Linked DNA regions of Mus musculus: region 2 is linked to region 1. Evidence: chromatin contacts called from public promoter capture Hi-C data. All regions are on one chromosome and are shown on one strand. The core of a region is the stretch at or near the end of the contact, and the rest is flanking DNA. Distances in the headings are between cores, read along the strand shown. Region 1 holds the start of Kcnj13 (potassium inwardly-rectifying channel, subfamily J, member 13). Region 2 holds the start of Ugt1a6b (UDP glucuronosyltransferase 1 family, polypeptide A6B).

What was found. Promoter capture Hi-C pulls out the DNA fragments that hold promoters and counts their contacts.
Region 2: a contact with region 1 is called in a promoter capture Hi-C map of the C10 cell line, with 4 times the contacts expected there. The contact joins the promoter of Ugt1a6b here to the promoter of Kcnj13 in region 1. A contact is called at or near these places in 2 of 39 promoter capture datasets (the C10 cell line and cranial neural crest).

Annotation. Positions count from the first base shown.
Region 1 is chr1:87,393,204-87,396,126 of GRCm38.p6, reverse strand. Kcnj13 (potassium inwardly-rectifying channel, subfamily J, member 13) reads left to right here and starts at 1,398. Exons shown (of 3, transcript NM_001110227.2): 1 at 1,398-1,515. All of the region lies in intron 8 of Gigyf2 (GRB10 interacting GYF protein 2), which reads right to left.
Region 2 is chr1:88,101,734-88,104,656 of GRCm38.p6, reverse strand. Ugt1a6b (UDP glucuronosyltransferase 1 family, polypeptide A6B) reads right to left here and starts at 1,400. Exons shown (of 6, transcript NM_201410.3): 1 at 1,279-1,400. All of the region lies in intron 1 of Ugt1a10 (UDP glycosyltransferase 1 family, polypeptide A10), which reads right to left. All of the region lies in intron 1 of Ugt1a9 (UDP glucuronosyltransferase 1 family, polypeptide A9), which reads right to left. All of the region lies in intron 1 of Ugt1a8 (UDP glucuronosyltransferase 1 family, polypeptide A8), which reads right to left. It also overlaps Ugt1a7c.

The sequences.
Region 1 (2,923 bases), core at 149-2,648:
TTTTATAAGGGGGGTGGGGAGGGGAGATGTCCTAAGTTGAATGACAAGCTTTTGTTTTACCTACTATCCATGACAGTGGAAGATACACTAACGTGCTGGGTTTTTTTGGGAAGAATATCCCACTACTTGCTCTAGTGTCTTAGCTATTTTCAGTTAGATGTTTTCCTCAATCAGCTAGCTAGAAAATGATAAAAATTCCTACTTGCACATGGCAGGGAATAAGTCTTAAATGTGAATTCACCTTGATTACCCTCCCTGGTTCTGACGGGCAAAGTTACTAGCGCTCTGTCTAAACTTGTATTGAAATGTCTGGCATTAATAAAACAAAGAAGGAATTAATGTATTTTTTAACTTGTGAAGGAAAGGAGAGGAATCCACAAAGTCGGATTTCCCTTCCTAAGTAGCATTAGATTGGTCTACATTCATAACTTTCCCAGCAGGCCTTTCCAAGCTCTTACTTCAAACAAACAGTGTCTTTGTTTTTCAGATCCTCTTATGTGTAACATTTGATCAAAGTTTTTAAATTGGCAGCTAACAGAGGAGAAGAAAATACTGTTCACTAGGTATCACACAAGGCCATACTTTTCAGCTCAAGTGGAAGCTGCTACAAGCTGGACTGCTGACATCTTCCAGGTAAATACAATTTCAGTACTGAGTTACAGATCATGTACTCTGAATATTGTTTTATTCCACTTCATCACACATACAAGACCCCTACAGATCACTAAAGCAAGCCTTAAGAAAATTCTTTCCTTCTTTCACCTTAAAGAGACGTACAAGGCATCAAGCAATCATATTCCTAGTCAAGCCTACTACACAGCTTTAAAACCAAACAAAGACCAAAGTTCTTCCTCTGCAATAAAGAAGGGCAGAGGTATTGTTTCAGGTAAATAAATGACCTATACCTACTATCATAGCCATACTGATGAGGTGGGATCTGATAAGAAAACCAGAAAAAAATCAACTCATCAATTATGCCTAAACATCCTTATCCAACTAAATCCCCCCTCAAGAAATGGTGGAAAAAAGATTAGTGAAAGAGATATCTCACACTTTAACACGCAATATAAGGAGAGAGGGCTGAAAGGAAATCTTGCAGGGAATTTTATCCCTTTGAACTTTCAAATAAACTCTTAAATAAGATTATGCAAACTTACTAAAAACCGGTCCTGATTAGAGGGAAAAAATGCACCCCTTCTCCACGTCAGTTCTAGAGGCTTTCTCCAGAGTTGTTAAGGTTTGTGTTGGGTAAAGAAAGACCTCCTAACAAACCAGCATTCTTTTCCACATGATCAGAGCTAATTGGCCCCCCTGCAGACTAAGTGACCAATCACATCAGCTTCAGCTGAAACCAGCCCTCACGGACATTATAAACACAGGAATGTAAGCTGCAAAGCCAGTCCAAGAGGAGAACCTACAAACGACACTACAGGTTAAAACCACCGGGTCAAAAAGACAAGAGGCTGCTAGCTTCCTTAAGACCTTCTTTGGTAGGCTGGCCCCACAAAGGAACCGGTGAGTACTTAAATAACCTTCACCATTATTCTTTCCTTCAGGGGAACAAGTAAGGAAGCTGACAGCAGATAGGGGCAGAACTAGATTGCTTACAGTAGAGCTTTAAACAGACATTACCTAGATAGTCAGAACTAAGGTTTGTTCTTTTCCTTAAATTTTAGAATTGGCAAAGAGCCATGCTGAAAGCATTAGTAAAAGGTTAGCTCTTAGTTGTTTTAGTAAATCCATACTAATGTTATACTGTGTAAATGGGTAGGAAAAGATCCTAGATAAAAATTCAGTGGTTTTATAAAAGAATGTGTGGGGTTTTGTTGTTGTTGTTTGGATGGAATTAGGAACACCTGAAAATAAGCATATGGAAATAAATGCCAAAAAATGAACTATTATGATTTTAATTTTCTTAATCTTCAAAAAGCTGCATATCCTAATTTAAAATTTCTTTTTAAGCAGGAGATTATTAATAACATAGATTCTATATATAAGAAAATAAAATATGAACTACTCTCTAAGCTTACATAATAGGGTTAATACATTGTTTGCCCTAATTATAGAGGCCAGGAAAGGTGCTTATGAGACTTTCAACACAGCCTTTAAAATGTTTGCATAAGGCATGAACAAACACTGTATTCATTTAGCGTTTCTAAGTGCAGCCTCTATCTTAACTGTAGGAACAGGAATTACAGCACTCCTCTAGAAGCACAGCAACAGAAAACTAAGTTTAAGAGCTACCACCTAATGAACAGAGCAACATTGTCATTTTGATGATTAATGAAGCTATCAAACTACCATTTTTAAAATAAGTACTTTTCCCATCAAACAATTTATAAATTTATACATATTTTACAGCCCCCACATTGATACACACATATATTTTCCAGTTGTCTATTCTACTTCCTGCTATGACTAGTTCATGAAAATCACAGAAAAATCTAAGTCTAGATAAATACCTTCCACATGCACTCCTAGTTAAGTATACAGCACAAACCCATAACCCTAGGACTTGGGAGATAACAAGTAGCAACATCAGTTCAAAGACATCTGGTTATAAAAGCCGAGTTTGAGACCAGCTTGGACTGTAATAATACCAATCTCAAAAAGAGAGGGGGTGGAAGAAAGGGAGGAGGAAAAGAGGTAGTTACGCATTTGTGTGCTTGTGATGATGTAAAAATTATTTGAAAATATGTCTACCCATTAGACACTTACATTTGAAGAGGAAGGGGGGGAAATCCTATAAACATCCAGCAGCAGCAATAAAAAAACTTAAGGCCAGGTAAGCAGATATAAAATCATACAGAAACCATCCTATAGAAAACAGTTGAGAAACTAGATATAAACTTACAAACTGGCAGGTAGACTTTAAGAAATCATATTATTTAATCTCCCTTTTAACCACATTCTTTGTCTTAAT
Region 2 (2,923 bases), core at 151-2,650, 710 kb before region 1:
TCCCACCCCCCCACCCCCCGACCATAATGGACTAAAGCTCTCAAATGTAAGCCAGCCCCAATTGCCTGTTTTCCTTTCTACAAGTTGCTGTGGTCATGGTGTCTCTTTATAGCCATAGAATCCCTAAGAAGCTCCCCCTAGATGATATGCATAATAAATACGATGTCAGCTCTGATCACCTGCTTCCTTTAAAGTGCTGCTAGTGTCCCATCCGTGACACCTTCCCTAGTGAGCCCATGGTCCAGCAGCCCAGAATGTGGCCCTGGGCCTCCTTCCCTTCCTTGCTATCCTCACCTTCTGTATATTTATGCCTCTCTCCCAACTACCAGTAGCATGTGCAGGTGTGGCCAATCAGTGTTCTAATGTCCCACCCTACCACACCCAGTGTTCCTCTCTATTGAGTCTGCAGCATGCAGATCAGTGTCCAGCATACAGGAGGTTCCGAGTACCAGATTGTATGTGAGTGAACTTGCATTGGGACTGCCTGTCCATTTTATCCTTGTGCCTCATTTTCAATGAAATAGTAAAAGGTCACTCCAGGAAAGACAAGCACAGAACCAGCTCCCTTTTGAGGGAGGAGCTGGTTGCTGACCCTTCCACATGTGTATAAGGGAAAAACCAACGACCCTTTCCTTCTGCACACTTTCACTCACACAGCTCTTGTGTTACCAGGCATGTATGAGTCAAGTCAACCACTTAGCAGAGTTGGCTACAGACCAGAGGCTCTTTTACTCAGCCTCAGAGCAGCTCTGCTCAAACCACTCAGAGAACTAAATCACTCAGTCAGAGGTTCATTATAGCAGCAGCACCCATAGTGCAACAAGACAGCAGTGGAGAAATGCCAAGAGCTTGGGGGAGAGACATGGCCGCTCTGTGTTCTTGGTGCAACCTATCCTCCACACCTTCAGCAACCTGGCAGCTCCCCAACCCAATCCCTCTGTGCTTTCATAGGGGCCGCATCATGAAATACAGGGGATGGGCTGATTGATTAAATTACCGTTGATCAGTAATCAACCCTAACTTCAATCCCTTTCTCTGCCCTTCCCTCTAATCTCAAAGCTGGTTCCAGACCCCATCCTTACAAACTTTCCAAAAGTTGCCCCTTAAGCATAAGCTTTAAGAAAACAGTACAACAGCTTATCACAAACAAACAGCACAGGTTTCCCTCCCACCCCTCATGAAATCAACAGGCATTTGGGAAGCTCTGCACAGGAAGACAAAAGCCCTTATCTTTCAAATTCTGTATTACTCTCTCACCACACATAATCTGTTACTTGCCTGTCAGATAGTAAGGTTAGAGACCTGTGCCTCTAGGTAGCACGTGATGAGGGCCCTTGAGCAAGAGTAAGAAATCTGGAAGTCGGTTTCCAGTCAGCCACCATCAGCCAGCATCTGAATTCTGGGTTTCCTAACCACCACCAAAGAGGGAGGGTTACATTTGTTCTGTTTGTTAATCACTGCTGAGGGCGGGCCAGGGAGTTATGGATGTTGAAATCAGGCTGCCCAGGGAGAAGTTGTTCTTTGCATCAAAAAACTGGCTCACCTAGACCTTGTCACATATATGCACATTTGAGCCTACATGCCAGGGCTTGCCTTAATCTTGGCACCACAGTGAGCTGAGACTCAGGAAAGCAAGACTGAAGGGGCCACCCCAAAAGGCAAGCAGGAACATAGCCAAGATGAAAGTTCTTTCTTTAAGGCTTAAATAGACTCCACTCAGTCCAAGCTGGAGTGGAGCATCAGCAGTGTGGGGATAGGGTGTTGATGTTTATTTATTTTTTAGTTTGTTTACTTTTAGTTGATTCTTTGTGGGTTTCATATTGTGCTCCCCAGTCCCACTCATCAACCATCCCCGTCATATCTGCCATTTGCCTTTAACACATGAACAAGCAGGCAAAACAAAAACAAAAAGCATAGAAAATATCTCATGGTAGAAGCTGTAATGCTGTCACAGTGTATCCCAGAGTATGTCTCTCTGTCCACACATCTTCACTTGTAAATGTTCATTGCACTGAGGCACTGGTCCAGTTTGAGATCTCTGGCTTCTGGGACATCATCAGGGTTTTTGACTCAGAATGAAAAGAGACAAGAGAGGATGCTGCCAACCTGGCTCACAGCAATGAGAAACCACTCCTCAGAGGCTCACAAAGGAAGCACACTGTACCTATGTCCTTGCTGAGCAGCTGAGCAAAAGATTTCTGGAGAATGTATTTAAGCAAGCTGGCATGGATTGGGGGAAGCAAGAGGAAATGTAGCCTCGGATTCTTTATGACAGACACACAATTTACCGAGGTCAGGGCCCTTCCTAGGAAAACCATCAGGTTCACCTGGGTACTGACAGGGGTAGGCTCATTATTTCCAGCAAGTCCATGGGGTCATAGGTTGAAATTAGGAAGAGGGCAGGAGAGGACAGCAAGGTTCTGTCAGAGCATCACCAGAGGGTGCCTTGCAAGCTTTGTTCATGAGATTTGACTCTACTGCTTCTTAGACTGGTGTGTGTGTGTGTGTGTGTGTGTGTGTGTGTGTGTGTGCGCGCACACACACACACAGAGAGAGGGGTGTGCAGGTGTCAGGAGTGTTTCTGTACCGGGCACCAGAAAAGGGAATGTGGCATGCCTGGCACTTCTATGTTTTATCCCTAAAGAACTGCTGCAGGAGACTCAGTCCAGTCAAGGGCGAGGATACAGGCTCAGGGTGTCTTGCATTACATTTTTCCTACCTATACAGGGGAAGGTCAGCTTTAACCTAGGGATTTCTGAAGAACAACAAATGGGGCTTGGGGCACACACCAGTGGAATGAAGGCATAGATCTTGGGATAGAACCACCCTGTATGGGTAATAATGCCGCTCCCCAAATTGAATGAAGAACAGCTAGCATCTGGAGTAGGAAGGAGGTCTGAAAGTTGACAGGGGACAGTTTCAT